2 separate regions of the Mus musculus genome follow, and region 1 is linked to region 2. A link is a contact called in public HiChIP or PLAC-seq data. All regions are on one chromosome and are shown on one strand. Each heading gives the region's core, a stretch centred on a gene start, on an enhancer-like site or on the middle of the called end of the contact. The rest is flanking DNA. Distances are from core to core; before and after follow the strand shown.

Region 1 (7,225 bases), core at 2,816-5,315, 66 kb after region 2:
CCAAGGAGGCAAGCTCTGGGCTCAGCCTGCTGAGAGCCCATGGAGATGCTGAGTGGTTTGAGTGACCTGAGCAGTGTGGTATTTTACTGTGTTATACTTCCAATTTATTTTCCATCATATTTATAATATCTACTATGTGCTTGGCATTAGATCTTTTGCTTACTGAGTCTATATATGAGAGAACTGTTCAGTATTTTCTGACAAGAGAAATCGCTGACTTCTACCTACCCTCCTGCTGCCAAACCCCAAAAACATGAATCCATTTATCATCTATGTCTTCACTCCAGACCTGGAAGAAAGACGACCTGGAACTGGATCTATCAGACCTTGGATGAGCTGGGTTTGACTAGATTTCCAAAAGAGCACAGGCCTAACTTGGCCCTGGTATGTGTCATTTCAAGTTTAAGCAGCCACCCTGCCTTTGGCCTTACCCTTTTTGAAGAGGTAGAAGACTAAATTAGAAAGGTCTCTTAAGGAGTGCAGCTCAGTGGAACAGAACCTGCTCAGCACGCACAAGGTCCCACAGATGACCCCATCCTTCCTCCACTTCCCCACCAAGAGAATCCTCGTAAACCTTTTTCCTGCTTCCAGATTAGCTGCATTTATGTTTTTAGATGTTATGTTAAATTATTTTTCAGATACTAAACTCAGTGTTGACTTGTAGGGTAATTGATGTGATGGGAGCATTTAAGGACCAGACCAACACAGAGCCAGGCATGGTGGCACACACCGTTAAACCAAGCATGCAGGCGGCAGAGGCAGAGACATCTCTAAGTTAAAAGCCAGCCTGAGTTCCAGCACAGCCAGGCAGGGCTACACAGAGAAACCTTGTCACACAGAAACAAACAAGAAAGAAAGAAAGAAAGAAAGAAAGAAAGAAAGAAAGAAAGAAAGAAAGAAAGAAAGAAAGAAAGAAAGAAAGAAAGAGAGAGAGAGAGAGAGAGAAGGAGAGAGAGAGAGAGAGAGAGAGAGAGAAGGGGGAGGGGAGGGGAGGGGAGGGGAGGGGAGGGGAGGGGGAAGGGAAGGGAAGGGAAGGGAAAGAATTAACATAGGCTATGCTAGCAACAGAACAAGACTAGACTACAGTGTTGATATTCTTGGTAAAAATGTAAAGCAAGTCTACTGCTGTACCACCCTGAGATGTACCCAATCTTGCTGATCTTGGAAGCTAAGCAGGGTCAGGCCTTGTTAGTATCTGGTTGGGATAAACAAAGTCTATTGAATAACTTAATCGGTTAGAATTGATCAATTTCCAAGCAACTTAAATTTGGGAAATCAAAAGGATGAAGCTATAACCTAATTTGTTCCAATCTAAAATTTGTATATTTCTGCCTTGTCATAAAATTAATCCGAGTATTTATTGAGCGTATAAGTGATTAGCAATGGGGCAGGTGCTATAGGAAAATAAGGAAGTATAGACCATAATCCTCACTCTTATGAAAAAGAAAAATCTGACTTCCATAAATAGAGAAGGCCTTCCATGTAGAGTTAACAGCACAAAGAAAGGAGTTGGGGTTAGGGAAAACAGTTTCTTACAATAAGAAATTATCTTGGTTACCCTGCTTTGAACACTGTGTGTGTGTGTGTGTGTGTGTGTGTGTGTATACATCACATGGCATCCTATAAATATGTACAGATTTCATTATATCATTAGATATAATGACTTTAAAAAGTCACCATCAGGGAATGCAAAACAGGGAATCATACTAAATACAGTAGGTAATGGGAAGCCAACAATTAAGTCAATGACTTGATAACTACAAGTTAAAGACAATAGGAGAAGCAAGGCAAGTTGATGAACCCTGTGAGCCCAGCCTTGGGAAGTAGAGGCAAGAGGATCACTACATTGCAAGCTTGAGGTGAGCTTGGACAACATAAGATACACACACACACACACACACACACACACACACACACACACACACCAGTCCACAAAAGAAGAGAGGAAAGGAGAGGGGATGGAAAAGGAGAGGAGAGGAGAGGGAGAGGAGGCTAGAGGAGAGGAGAGAGGAGAGGAAGGGCATGGAAGGGGAGGAGAGGAGAGGAAAGGAGAAGAGAAAGAAGAGAAGAGAATAAAAGAGAAGAGAAGAGGAGGGGAGGGGAGGGGAGGAGAGGGGAGGGAAGGAGAAATGACATCATTAATGTCTATGTGAACTTAGTGAGTTCACCACTGAAGAGGTCCAGCTGTCCCTCAAAAAGTTTATGTTCAAATCCTAAATCTTCTTCTATCTAGCTCCTCCCACCTGAGCTGTGAACACAATCATACTTAAAAGGAAAGTCTTTACAGATGTCATTAAATTAAGGCAAGGTTACAGTAAAATAAGAAAGCCCTGTTCTAGTATTTCCTGGTTTATTTACTAAATAATATAGTTTAGTGTGTGTGTGTGTGTGTGTGTGTGTGTGTGTGTGTGTGTGTGTGTGTGTGATGCACATGTGTCCTTATAACAAGGAACATACATTGGTAGGAGACACCTTGGGAAGAAGGCCATGTGACCACAGAAGCAGAGAATGTAGGGACACAGCTAAAGTCCAGGAAAGCCAAGGATGATGGAAGCTACCATACACCATGAGAAAGGCACAAGGCAGGGTACTCTTCCTCAGAGCTCTCAGAAGGAGTCAGCCCTCCACACACCCCAATTTCAGAGTTTTAGCCTCCCAAAACTGAGAGAACAAACTTCAGATGTTTTAGACCATTTGGCTTGGGACAGTTTGGTGCTATAATCCTAGGAACACAGTAGAATGTTGGAAATGGAAAAAAATAAGATGAGAAATTTCACCTTATTTATCTATTTACTTGTTCATTTATTAAATGTATATGTATGTGATCTGCATGTGGCGCATTCAGGGACAAAAGGAGGGTGGTCAGTTGTCTATTAATACCTATTTAGTGTTTGTTTATCTACTGAGACAGGGTCTTACCAGGTATTCCTGGCTAGCCTAAACTCACTATGTAGGCTAGGCTGGTCCTGAACAGGAGGCCTCTCTGCCTCCGAGTTCTAGGATTAAAGGCATCCATCACTTTGTCTGGCTACCATACTTTACTTTGGGGAACAGGGTCTCTCACTGATCCTAAAGCTCGCTGTTTCTGCTAGGCTAGCTGCCTAGCCACCACAAACTTCTGGGAGTCAGCCACCTCTGCCCTCAAACGCTGAAGTTATACAAGGCCATGCACACAGGGTCATATGCACACAGGGCCATGCACACAGGCCATGCACAGCTTTCACATGGGTAGTGAAGGTTCAAACTCAGGTTCTCATGCTTGCATGGCTTACCCACTGAGCCATCTCCCCAGCCCCGGATTTATCTATTACAATTTTTTAAAAAAAGCATTATTTTTAAAAAGTAGATGCTGAGCCAAGGATAAAACGCCAGCGAGTGGCAGAGCCAGGATTTAACCCCAAAAGCTTCCTGACTTCTGAACCCTTTAGCCACAGAACTCACAATGGTCTTGTGTAAAAGTCTATTTTTGTCCCCAGGAACATTATCCTCAGAAGAATTGCTTTGTCATGGCCGAGTGCTTTTTCACAAAACAAACTGTTATGACTAGGAACTTCCACAATTCAAACTATGACCTCCAGCTCAGGCTGTGGTTCTTCGGGATTCTGGTACAACCTGCTGGAGGCTGAGCTCAGTTTAAACTAATGCCTTAGGCTGAAGGGTGGCAGAGACCCAGAAACCGACTGTCCAGCACATCAGTCACAGGCAAAGGGGCCTGAGTTCCCTCTTCAGGCATTTTGGCTAGAACATAATTCAGCAGCAGCCCCGTGTCCCAGGAGGAAAGGATATTAGATCAATACTCGTGACGTCCTAATGAAACTGCCAGTTCCCCTCACATGGCTTTCTAAGCAGCACAGAAATCTAGGTCACCATGAGGCACAGCAGACCCAAAACCTCATTATAAAACTTGGTGCTCCCTCCCCTTAATTGTAAATATTTCATTCTATATACACTCATTAAGTGCCTGTTGTGTTCAGAGGATTAAGACCTATCCCTAGTGCTTCCACAAAAGGCACAAACTGTCAAGTCTGATAGCCCTTCGGTCTCCTCTCACTAACCCTCCTGTGGTCAGCAAGGGCCATGGCAACCTGTCTAACAGCAAATGGCATTGGTTGCCTCAGGGATCATGACCACAGCTATGGAAAACATTTTCAAGTTTTATCAAAAATGTTCCTTTGGCCACAGCCCAGTTTCTCTGGGTCTTAATTTATTTCAGCTTCCTGCGCCTCTCTGTGCTGCATCATGAATGGTTCAACATCTGCACCCTTGCAGGCAGCTGTCAGCTTGCTTCCTCTAGTCTCCATTTCTGTTCAGAAAACCAAATTAATTCAGCGATGTCTGTGACCAGCCACTCTGAAGACCAACAAAGCTATGAAGGGAGGCTAGTGCAAGATGACACTGGCGTGCCAAGCTTACCATTCATTGTTATTTCTACAGACACCATGAGTGTATTCACCTCTGACGAAATTTTACTAATCCATTCCCATGAAGATAACAAATATTGTGTAGATAAGCGAGAGTAATTCACACACTGATAAACTAATTTTAAATTGTTCTCTCTCGTCATTCACAGAGAGATGGGTAAAATAAAGATTGTTTAAAATAAGATTGATGGTCATTTTACAGAGTGACTCAGTGCCCTTAAACCTTTCAGTGAGAAGCTGGGATAGCGCATCTTCCATCATAACCCACTGTTATAGCTGCAGCCTAGGAAGGGAATGCACAAGAACCCCTTTCAGTTGTTCTTGAATTATTCAAGAAATAAATCCAAGCAGAGACAGAGACTCTCACTGCTAGTATTACAAGCCAGGGGCCAAGCGTTTCAGATGAGAGCCTGCGGGGAACACTTTAGATCCAAACTGTAATCTTCTACCCCTACCCTGAAGGGCTCGTGGGCACCTCACAATGCAAAAAGCGTTTACTCCACCTTCACCAGTCTCCCACAGTCTTCCCAGACCTAAAACTCTTCAAAAGCCTACTCTTCAAAGTCTCTTTTGAGACTTGAGGCAAACTCTTAGCTGTAGGAATGAAAGACTGAGAGGAATATACAGAAAATGAGAGGGGTTAGTCAAGTGATTAATGTTAAAAAAAAAAAAGAGGCAATTATGGACGGTGGGACAAGAGATGCTAAGTCACAGCAGCAAGGAGGGCGACCACACTGCTGCGCAGTAAGAATGAAATAGAGTGTGGTGCTCCTGCAGTGTAAGGAGCAGGCTAGAGGGAAGTGGGAGCCCCATTAGAGATGTCATTATACAGAGCTACAGAGGGTGAGGAGCCAGGGAAAGCTTTTAAAGAGAAGAGTGACATGATCGGACTGGTGGATTGAAGAGAGATCAGAAAGGGATGAAACAAGGACAAAGAATAAGGCTGTTCTTCCCAGGGCATGAATGGAAGAAAGGAGAAAGGCACCATAGAGGCAGGGCAGGGGTGAGCAAGCAGTGGGGCAAGCAGCCCTGAAGACGAGTCAAGAGACAAAGATCTGCTCAGTGATGTATACTGAAGAGCACTGGGCCTGGGGAGACTGATCGCCAGGTAAAGCATTTATTGCACAAATGGAAGGACCAGTCAGTTCTCAGATCCTCAGCAACCACATAAGGCCAGGCAGGCATGGTGGGTGGAGGGAGAGACAAGGGACTCCCAGGCCTAGCTGGATAGATAGACTGGCCAAATGGGTGAGCTCTGGGTTCAACAAAGCGACCCCACTTATAAATAAAGTGCAGACTGATTGAAGGAGACACACCTGGTATCAGACACACCTCTGACCTCCAACTCAAATTTAGACTTTTATCTGGAACGCCAAGTCTTCTAGCCTCTAGATGCTCAGAGTTCATAGTCTGAGCACCATCGGTGTCAACACTGCCCAAACATTTGCTGGAAGTGCAGCATCCCAGACTTCCTGCATCAGAATCTTCACTTAAGAGATCCTTTACACACTGAAATGTGAGAACGATCGCACACCAACTCTGCAGAGCTCCAAGGAATCGTGGGAAGCACAAACAGACCAGCCAAAGGCTAAAGACAGTGAAAGGAGGAAGAAGGAAGAGCAAACTTCATACGGGTCAGCCTGAGAGTGGTATCAGTGTTTGGCAGGAAGGCACACACTGCAAACGCACACCATGTGGCATTCAGTGCCGTCTCTGACAAAATGTATCAGAATACTTTTGTAAACAAGATAAACCAATGTGAGCTGGATGACAGTAATACTCTGTGTGTTCATAATTAGTTTCACAATTATTCCCAAAAGATTATGACTGATTAATTAAAATCAACCTGGAGAGGCAATCTTGCTCCCTCACCACTAACCCTGTTTAAACTAATCACTTAAATGAAGATATAAAAGACACATAGCAAAGTTCACTGAGAGCAATACTGTCGCATAGCATAATCAGATCCTCCCGTATCCACCCCCAAACTAATAGGTTGTTAAAGGAATTAAAATACCGTGACTAGCTGGGCATGGTGGCACAGGTCTTTAATCACAGAATTAGGCAGGCAGAGGCAGGTGGATCTCTGTGAGTTCAAGGCCAGCCTGGTCTACAGAATGAGTTCCAGGACAGCCAGGGCTATACAGAGAAACCTTATCCAAAAGCAAAAAGTTGTGATTACATTTCAGTTAAGAAATGATTAAAGTGCTAATCTGACCTCCTAAATCAGACAAAGACAAGGCCAGTGAAAGAGAAGCAAAACAACAGCACGTGACATAAAGGCTCAGTAAGCAGTTAACTCAATGGGTCGACGAGTTACCATCAGCACAAGTCAACAGGATTACATGAAATTCAATGAAGCCAAGTTTCCCACAACCTAATGTCGCAAGACTCATGTAGAGATGGAAAGTGGGCAGAAGAGATTTAAACCAGCCTTTGTGCACACAGCCTGAGGTGATACATGGAGGTCCCAGAGTCCAAATTAAAGATGTCTAATCCCAACAATAAAAAGGCCTAACAAACAAGGCAAATCGCAGAGAAATGTACTTTTAACACTGCCCACCTGCTCCCTGGTCGCCTATGTTCTAACAACAGATTTGCAGGCTAAATCTGTCACAATTCTCCCCAGAGCCAAATAGCCCTTAATTGCTCTTTCTGATCACCCACATGCCCTCTCCAATCTCTTCTGTGCCCAGCTGAAAACAATTTTTGACCACAGTCCCAGAAGATGGTAGAAGTAAATTTGATCGAAATGGTTCAAGGGGGAGAAGAATCCAGAATGCACGTGACCAGACTCCCTGGGA
Region 2 (7,298 bases), core at 3,857-6,356:
TGGGAATGGTGGATATGGGAGCAAGAACCAACCAGCATGAGGCTTCTTGGGAAAGTTACAGAAATTCTGACACTAGACTGTAGTGCAGGCACAATTCGGAGAAGGAACTAAAGTTCATTGACTTGAATCTTAAGATAGGTGATTTTTATAACATGTAATCTATATGTCAAAGCTATTTTTAAAAACTTGCTGAAAAAAAAAAAAAGAGTTAATGAGTAAAAGTGAAGACCTAGCCCTTCGCTAACACCAGGTGTGGTGATGTGCATCTTTTATCCCAGCTAAAAGAAAGGCTAAAGCAGGGTCACTTTAGCCTAGGAATTTGAAGTTATGCTAGACAACACAGAAAGACACCACCTTTAAAAAGCAAAACAAAAAAGGGACTCCACTGGGGCAGAAGGGAATTGCAGAAGGACGCCTGCCATGAAATGACCCAACGGAAATTAAAGCATCACAACAGCGTCAGAAGGTAAACTGAGGCAAGTGCCCTCAGCCCAAGTCAGGAGACACAGCGGTAACTAAGGCATTTGATCCATTTACAGACATCCACTGAAGCTGATGGAAGGGAAAAGTGCCAATAGGGCTGCATGAAACCCCAGAACTAATTCCTCCAGAAGAATTTTAGGTCCTCCCTTAAATAACCACTGAATCATTCCCCTTTTCTCCCAGAAACACTTTCATCCTGCATCAAAGAGCCCTAATTGCAAAGTTATCAACCAGGCAAGCAAGCCACTTCAGATTGCAGTGCAAATACCAATCCCAACCAGGCTGGAACAGCACCAGGGTCCAGTAGCATCCCAGTGTATAAGCCAACTCATCCTTTTAAGACTCTGTTTTGGACACACGTTCTCTTTCTGATGGTCATAAGCAAACTAAAAAAGAAACCAGTATATGGCGTATTAACTACTTGTCATTCACATGATGACACTCATCTTTCAATACATTTAAAAGAACAAAATCTCAGCGCTGGAGAGATGGCTAAGCATTTGTTTAAGGGCACTTGCTGCTCATTTGGAGAACCTAAGTTTAGTTCATAGCACCCACACCCACACTCCTGTAACTCTTAACTCCAGGAGATGAAAATCTAACTAACACCCTCTTCACACACACACACACACACACACACACACACACACACACACACACACACACGGCTAAAAGTTAAATAAATTCAGTTACCTGTCCAGGGCAATAGCAGGAAAACTGAGGACAGTCACAGAGCAGAACACCTTGTGTAGGAATTTGAGCACCTTGCAGAAGAGCATCGTATAGATCCACCAGCAACAGTGAGGGCTGCTGCTCAGGATGATGTCGAAGGGCACACAGACCACACTGGCACAAATCCCGGAGCAGGCCAGGTTTTTAATGAACCTGTTGGTGACAGATTTGAACACTGTTGTGCGGCAAGTTGACCATAACACCATGAAGTTTCCTGGCCAGATATGTAAACAAAAGAAAAAAAGTAAAAGTGAATTAAGGATTTAAATAAAGAGGAAAGATGACAAAAAAAGGAAGGAAAGAAACACAGGTTAAATATATTAAAATGTTAAGAGTTTACTTCAGGCTATTCAAGGATATAGTGTCAATTTATGCAAAATTATTAGAGCACATATATACCAAAAATCCAAGAAATTGCATTGCTACTTGGTTATTTGATTTCAGGCAAAAGATACTGTGCAATGATGTAGCAGTCTTATGGTCAGTATTAGAAAAAGTCAGTCAGGTCTCAGGCAGTCTAATTTTTTTTCTTTTAAGGCGAGGTCTCCTATAGCCCATGGTGACCTTGAACTTCTGACCTTTCTGAGTATGTTCACCACATCCAGTTTACAAAGTGTGTAATCAAACCCAGGACTTTGTGTATGCACTAACTGATGGCTCCGACCATCAGGCAGTCTACTCTTCTCAAACTAGCTAATGATTTCTGCGTTGTAGAACAATCCAGAAGCAGCACAGTGAGAGCCACACTTTTTAGCTTTTTTTTTTCTTTTTTACAATTTTCTAGTATCTCACAGAGGGAAGCAAGTGAATTTAAATGATGTCTTTCATCTGACCCAATTAATCCTAAACACTGTGATTTATTTAACCCAATTAATCCCAAATATATGATTCAACACATCATTACTGATAAATTATTGATAAAACATTTTTATATTCTTGGTTTTGTGCTGTCTTTAGAATCCAATGTGGTTTGTTTGTTTGGTTTTGGTTGGTTGGTTGGTTTTGCTCTTACATTTCCAGACTCTCTCAGTTGGAATGGTCACATTTAAAGTGCTGAGTGGCCACGAGCAGTTAATTAGTGTGCTTTCTGTTGCAGTCATAAACACCATGACCGAAAACAACTTGGGGAGAAAAGCTCGTATTTGGCTCACATTCCACCACAGTGTATCATCTAGGAAACCAGGGCAAGAGATAAAGCAGGAACCTGGTGTCAAAAACTGAAGCAGACGGTGGAGGAGTGATGCTTACCAGCTTTCTCTCCAGCCTCAAGTAAAACTACCTTCACGTCCCCAGGCCTAGCTGCCCATTGCTGGCACTGCCCCTGTGAGCTGGGCCCTCCCACATCAATCATTAGTTAAGAAAATGCCCTACAGAGTTGATCCAGGCCAACCTGATGTTAGTATTTTCTCAATTAAAATTTCATTTCTCAGATCACCCTTGTTTGTGTCAAGTTGACAAAACAAACAAAACACAACAAAAAAACCACCAGTACCTATAACTAGTGACCCACATGGGGGACACTGAGATTCTAGATTTTGCATAACAATGACCTCATCAACCACCTCTCTTTGATGTTTCTCCTCCCATGGCTTCCACAGCCTACCTTCTCCAACTTTGTTCCTACTCTCCCACTTCCTTCAGCTTCTGATTGGTCTTTTCCGGGGACTCACTGCTGCTACAGCCTCTTCCTAGTTAGACCACCTTTCCCTGTGACTTCCCATCAAAATGCTGATGACCCCAGATTCATGGCCCAAAGGAGCCTTTTCCTCTCTCCAGACTCCTGTTTCCAGCCCGATTCCTTATCGCTCTCCCACTGTGTCATCCTCCAGGGCCTGGTGTTTGCCTGTCTGACCCCACACCTTTCCTCCTCTGGTTTGCAGAACATCAGCTCTCTAGCTGCTCTTGAGCTACACCAAGATTAACACTAACCACACATGTCTTTGTGTAGCATTTCTAGATTGCCTGGAATGTTCTTCATAAGTTTGGTTCCTTTTAATCCAGGTTTTAGTTTAAATACTGTCTCCTCCAAAAGGCCTTCTCTGACGATCTCTCTGTTTCAAACACATGCATTTCTTCCTCCACTTACATTACAATACTTTACTGTGCCTTTACAGTACATTCCTAACTATTATTAGCCATTTGTTTCTCTCTCATTGGGGAAAACATATGTAACCCTTGTTCAGTTACAAGTCCTTACATAGCTCATTATTAGGAAGAGTAGCCATCTTATAAATAATTGTTAAATAAATGAATTTATCAAAATACATGGGCAGACAGCAATCAAAAGTCCCTGCAGTGCAGCTATCCATTTTGGGAGTATGTATGTCGTCATCAGAGTTTCCAAAGAAAACTCTAAGTCAGAATGACATACTGCAAGGAGGCCTGTTTGGGATGAAGAGCTGCAGCTGCAGAGATGCCCCAGCACAGTGGGCTCTAAACTCAACCCTCAGACTCCTACACATGGAACCTGAAGGCCGTGAAGCTGGCCAGGGCCCATCAGCCTGTGGTACCCTTCAGTATCACACAGCCTATCCTTCCTTGGTCCATTCTGTAACTAGGGCATCCCGCTTAGGACACTGCTTGCTCTTGTGCATCTGCCCAAAGGATGCTGCTAGTAAGCCAATCTGACAGCAGAGCCACACGCTATGGGAAGGACATGGTACTAAGCCTGCTATCCAGGGCACAGGCTATCCAGAGCTCCAGGCAGAGTCACTCCAAGGAGCTGCCTTTGTCCTTGAATATGTACAGAACTTACTGCCAAGGTCTTCTCAAACTCAATGTTCTGTGATCTTCTAGACAATGTAGAAAAACCAACTGATACATCTAGACATGTGGGCCAGCTGTTTCCAGGAATTCTCTAAAGCACTCTGCATTAGTTTGGTGATAGTGACTCAAGAAAACATCAACAGTGATCACACACACACACACACACACACACACACACACACACACGGACTCCCACTTATTCAGGATAAGAGTTGTTTATACTGATGCCACCAGTCACCATGGTGATAAGCTGAACAATAATGATTTATGAGAATCCTCCTGATTTGGAAGCCTTTCGTCACTGGTACACAGATTTGAGTCTAACCAAAGCATCTTTCTTTACATAGTGTTACAGGCAAGACTTAAAAATATGCTCAGGATCTATTAATGTAATAGTCCACTGGAAGATATTGTCTATGAAGAGATGTACACATTGCGGTATATTTGATTTTCACTGCTAGAAGAGTCTTTATCCCTTAAAGAACTTCTCACAAATAAATTATTCCCTTTGTGAGAATCAAAATCCTGAGGATTTTCATGTTGTTTTTTGAATGTGTGTGTGTGTGTGTGTGTGTGTGTGTGTGTGTGTGTGTGTGTGTGCATTTGCATGCACACCTGTGTTGGGTTGGGTTGCCATGGTGCATATGTGGTGGTCAGCCACCATTATGAAACTTCTGGCCATCAGACTATGGTCTCCAAGCTTAAAGTAGCACTCCAAGGTAAAGGTCGCACCTTTACCAGCTGAGTCACTTTGCACTGGTCCCACAGTCTGTATATTTGAAACAACATATATTTTGGATTTTCAATCCATAATTTTAACCCTGTCACCCATGTTTAAGTCTCCTCTTGTAGCACCATGAGGCTGCTAGGCACCTCAGCACTTGGATCCATCCATTCCAAAGTTGTTTGAGTCAGATCTGTAGTCAAGTCCCAAACGACCACTAGCAACAGACTCACCAGCCTTCACCCATGCTCCTGGGCTGGACTGCTCTTTCCACCCTGGGAAGCATTTCCACTGAGTCCACAGCAGGAAGCCAGCACATTCCCACTGTAGGTCCCATGGCAGGCTCAGGGGGTGCCCATTATAGGACTCTGACTCACTGAGTCCAACACCAGCTTCCTGGATGAGGAAGCCCTGACAATGACTACCTCTGAGGGATGCTGGCAAAAGCATCTAGTGCTTAACTGCTGAGTCAAGTGTGTAAGAAATGCCTGGCAAGGCTTCCAAATCAGAGGAGTGCCCATACGTCATTACGTTCAGCTTATCACCATGGTGACAGTGGCATCAGTATAAGCAACTCTTATCCTGAATAAGTGGGAACGTGCGTGTGCATGTGTGTGTGTGTGTGTGTGTAAACACTTGTGATGTTTTCTTACTGAGTAACCATATGTCATCAAGTCTCCAGCCCCAAGCCCATAGTTCATAAACCTACATGACCATTGGGATCACCACGAAACTTCTAAAGTACAGAGTCCCTACATCTAACCCTACTACATCAGAACTTTAGAGAGCATAGGAATCTTCAGTTTCATGTGCACAGCAGGAAATTTGGATGGAGTAACCACACCTAGCTTCACCAAACCCAGCAGCTCAGGAATACTACACTCAGGATTCCTTAAATAGAAAGAAAAACACCTCCCCCCTCAAAACACACACACACACACACACACACACACACACACACACACACACACACACCATAAAGGCACACACAGAAATCTCAGAGAATCTGAAAACAAGCATCCATGGAGCCTGGAGGAAAGCCTTCTCCATCAAGAATCAGGGTGGAGCTTGACCCCACTTCAGTGTGGGCAGAGCTCCAGCCACGGGGCAGCTCTTCCTTTGGGAATACCATCACCAGACCCAGTTTTAATTTTTTATAACTGACCTTCTTTGATACTTTTTAATCTCTCCCAACAGACCCACTGGGCAACCAGAAAATGAGAATATTTTAATTAGCTTTAATAGATATATTCCTAGCACCCCCATTTCATGGTGTGGCCTTAAGTATATTGGAACTATCGACTTTGTTTTAGAAAGAAGAGAAGAAGTTGGGGTGAGGGAGTTGCTCACTAAAAGCTGTACAGGGGAGGAGTACACTTGGTGGAATTATAGAGAACGAGATCTGAATGGCTTGCTTCCCGGAGGCTTGCTTGCCAGGGTGCCATCTGGTTGCTGCAGCCTGGGAGCCCTCAGGCTTGCTCTAGTTACTTCTAGTCTGGGACTTCAGGTTTTTCCTGTTTCCCAATGAAATGCCTTTGAGTGATTACCAAGATGATGTAGAACCAATTCTTAAAATGCAGACAATGAGCCGGGCGTGGTGGCGCACGCCTTTAATCCCAGCACTCGGGAGGCAGAGGCAGGCGAATTTCTGAGTTCGAGGCCAGCCTGGTCTACAAAATGAGTTCCAGGACAGCCAGGGCTATAAAGAGAAACCCTGTCTCGTAAAACCAAAAAAAAAAAAAAAATGCAGACAATGTATAAAAATATAAAGGACAAAGGTTGAAGAGATGACTCAGCTGCTAAGAATGCTTACTGCTCTTCCAGAGATGGGTTCCCAGAAACCATGAGCAGCGCTCACAACTGCCTGTGACTCCAGCTCTTGGGGGTACTCGTTTTCTGGCCTGACTATATGGGTACCTACACACTAGTAGCCTGAATGTGTACGCGTGCATACACACACACACACACACACACACACACACACACACACACACACAAATATTTTTTTAAGCCTACAAAAGGGTAATAAGTAAAAGCACCCAGTGATTACCTATTGAAAACTTTAGGGATGCTTTTCACAAATAGGGATTTTTGTCTGTGCCAGTGGTAGCAAACTATGCATACTGCACAAGATCTAGTCATTATGTGGACTATGTTTCTGTAACAATAAGTAAAAGTAGATACATATCATCATCTTGACAGCTAAGTAAAGCAATAGTGCTTGTCTAATTATATCCCAATTAATTTATTTACTGTATATCAATGGACTTGTTTAAGCTCTTTCTAACAGTCCATTATTATACAAAGCTGGATAGAAAACCAAACTGCATATTTATTGATGAGAAATTCCTATGAGCATTTCTCTGTATATGTGAGTATATATATATATATATATATATATATATATATATATATATATATATACCTCTCTCCCATCACTTTCTCCTAAACACTGGGACTGGGGGAGTGTACCGCCTTGCCCAGCTTTTTACATGGACGCTTGAGATCAAAACTCATGTCCTCATGCTTCTGACTGAGCTGCATCCAAGGCCATTTTTGTTTTGAGGAGGGGTCTCACCAAGTTGCCCAGGAA

Evidence for each region. HiChIP or PLAC-seq counts read pairs in DNA pulled down with a chosen protein or histone mark.
Region 1: a contact with region 2 is called in a CTCF HiChIP or PLAC-seq map of the NIH/3T3 cell line, with 21 read pairs. The contact joins two enhancer-like sites. A contact is called at or near these places in 1 of 15 datasets of contacts at CTCF or cohesin (the NIH/3T3 cell line), 8 of 484 Hi-C or Micro-C datasets (the AML12 cell line, DN2 thymocytes, adipose-derived mesenchymal stem cells and 5 more), 2 of 115 datasets of contacts at active chromatin or transcription factors (embryonic fibroblasts and embryonic stem cells) and 1 of 9 other capture datasets (embryonic stem cells).

Annotation. Positions count from the first base shown.
Region 1 is chr2:118,350,121-118,357,345 of GRCm38.p6, forward strand. The region is part of intron 1 of Gpr176 (G protein-coupled receptor 176); the gene reads right to left. Among named protein-coding and RNA genes, the nearest start is that of Gpr176, 20 kb to the right of the region's middle. Within about 2 kb of position 4,066, at least 36 of the 459 cell types and tissues checked have an H3K27ac peak or open chromatin away from gene starts, as enhancers often do. A contact at or near this core is called in the NIH/3T3 cell line, adipose-derived mesenchymal stem cells, bone marrow-derived macrophages and 1 more, where this site is marked.
Region 2 is chr2:118,282,730-118,290,027 of GRCm38.p6, forward strand. It overlaps Gpr176 (G protein-coupled receptor 176), which reads right to left. Exons shown (of 3, transcript NM_201367.3): 2 at 1,177-1,429. Among named protein-coding and RNA genes, the nearest start is that of 1700054M17Rik, 19 kb to the right of the region's middle. Within about 2 kb of position 5,107, at least 46 of the 459 cell types and tissues checked have an H3K27ac peak or open chromatin away from gene starts, as enhancers often do. A contact at or near this core is called in the NIH/3T3 cell line, adipose-derived mesenchymal stem cells, bone marrow-derived macrophages and 1 more, where this site is marked.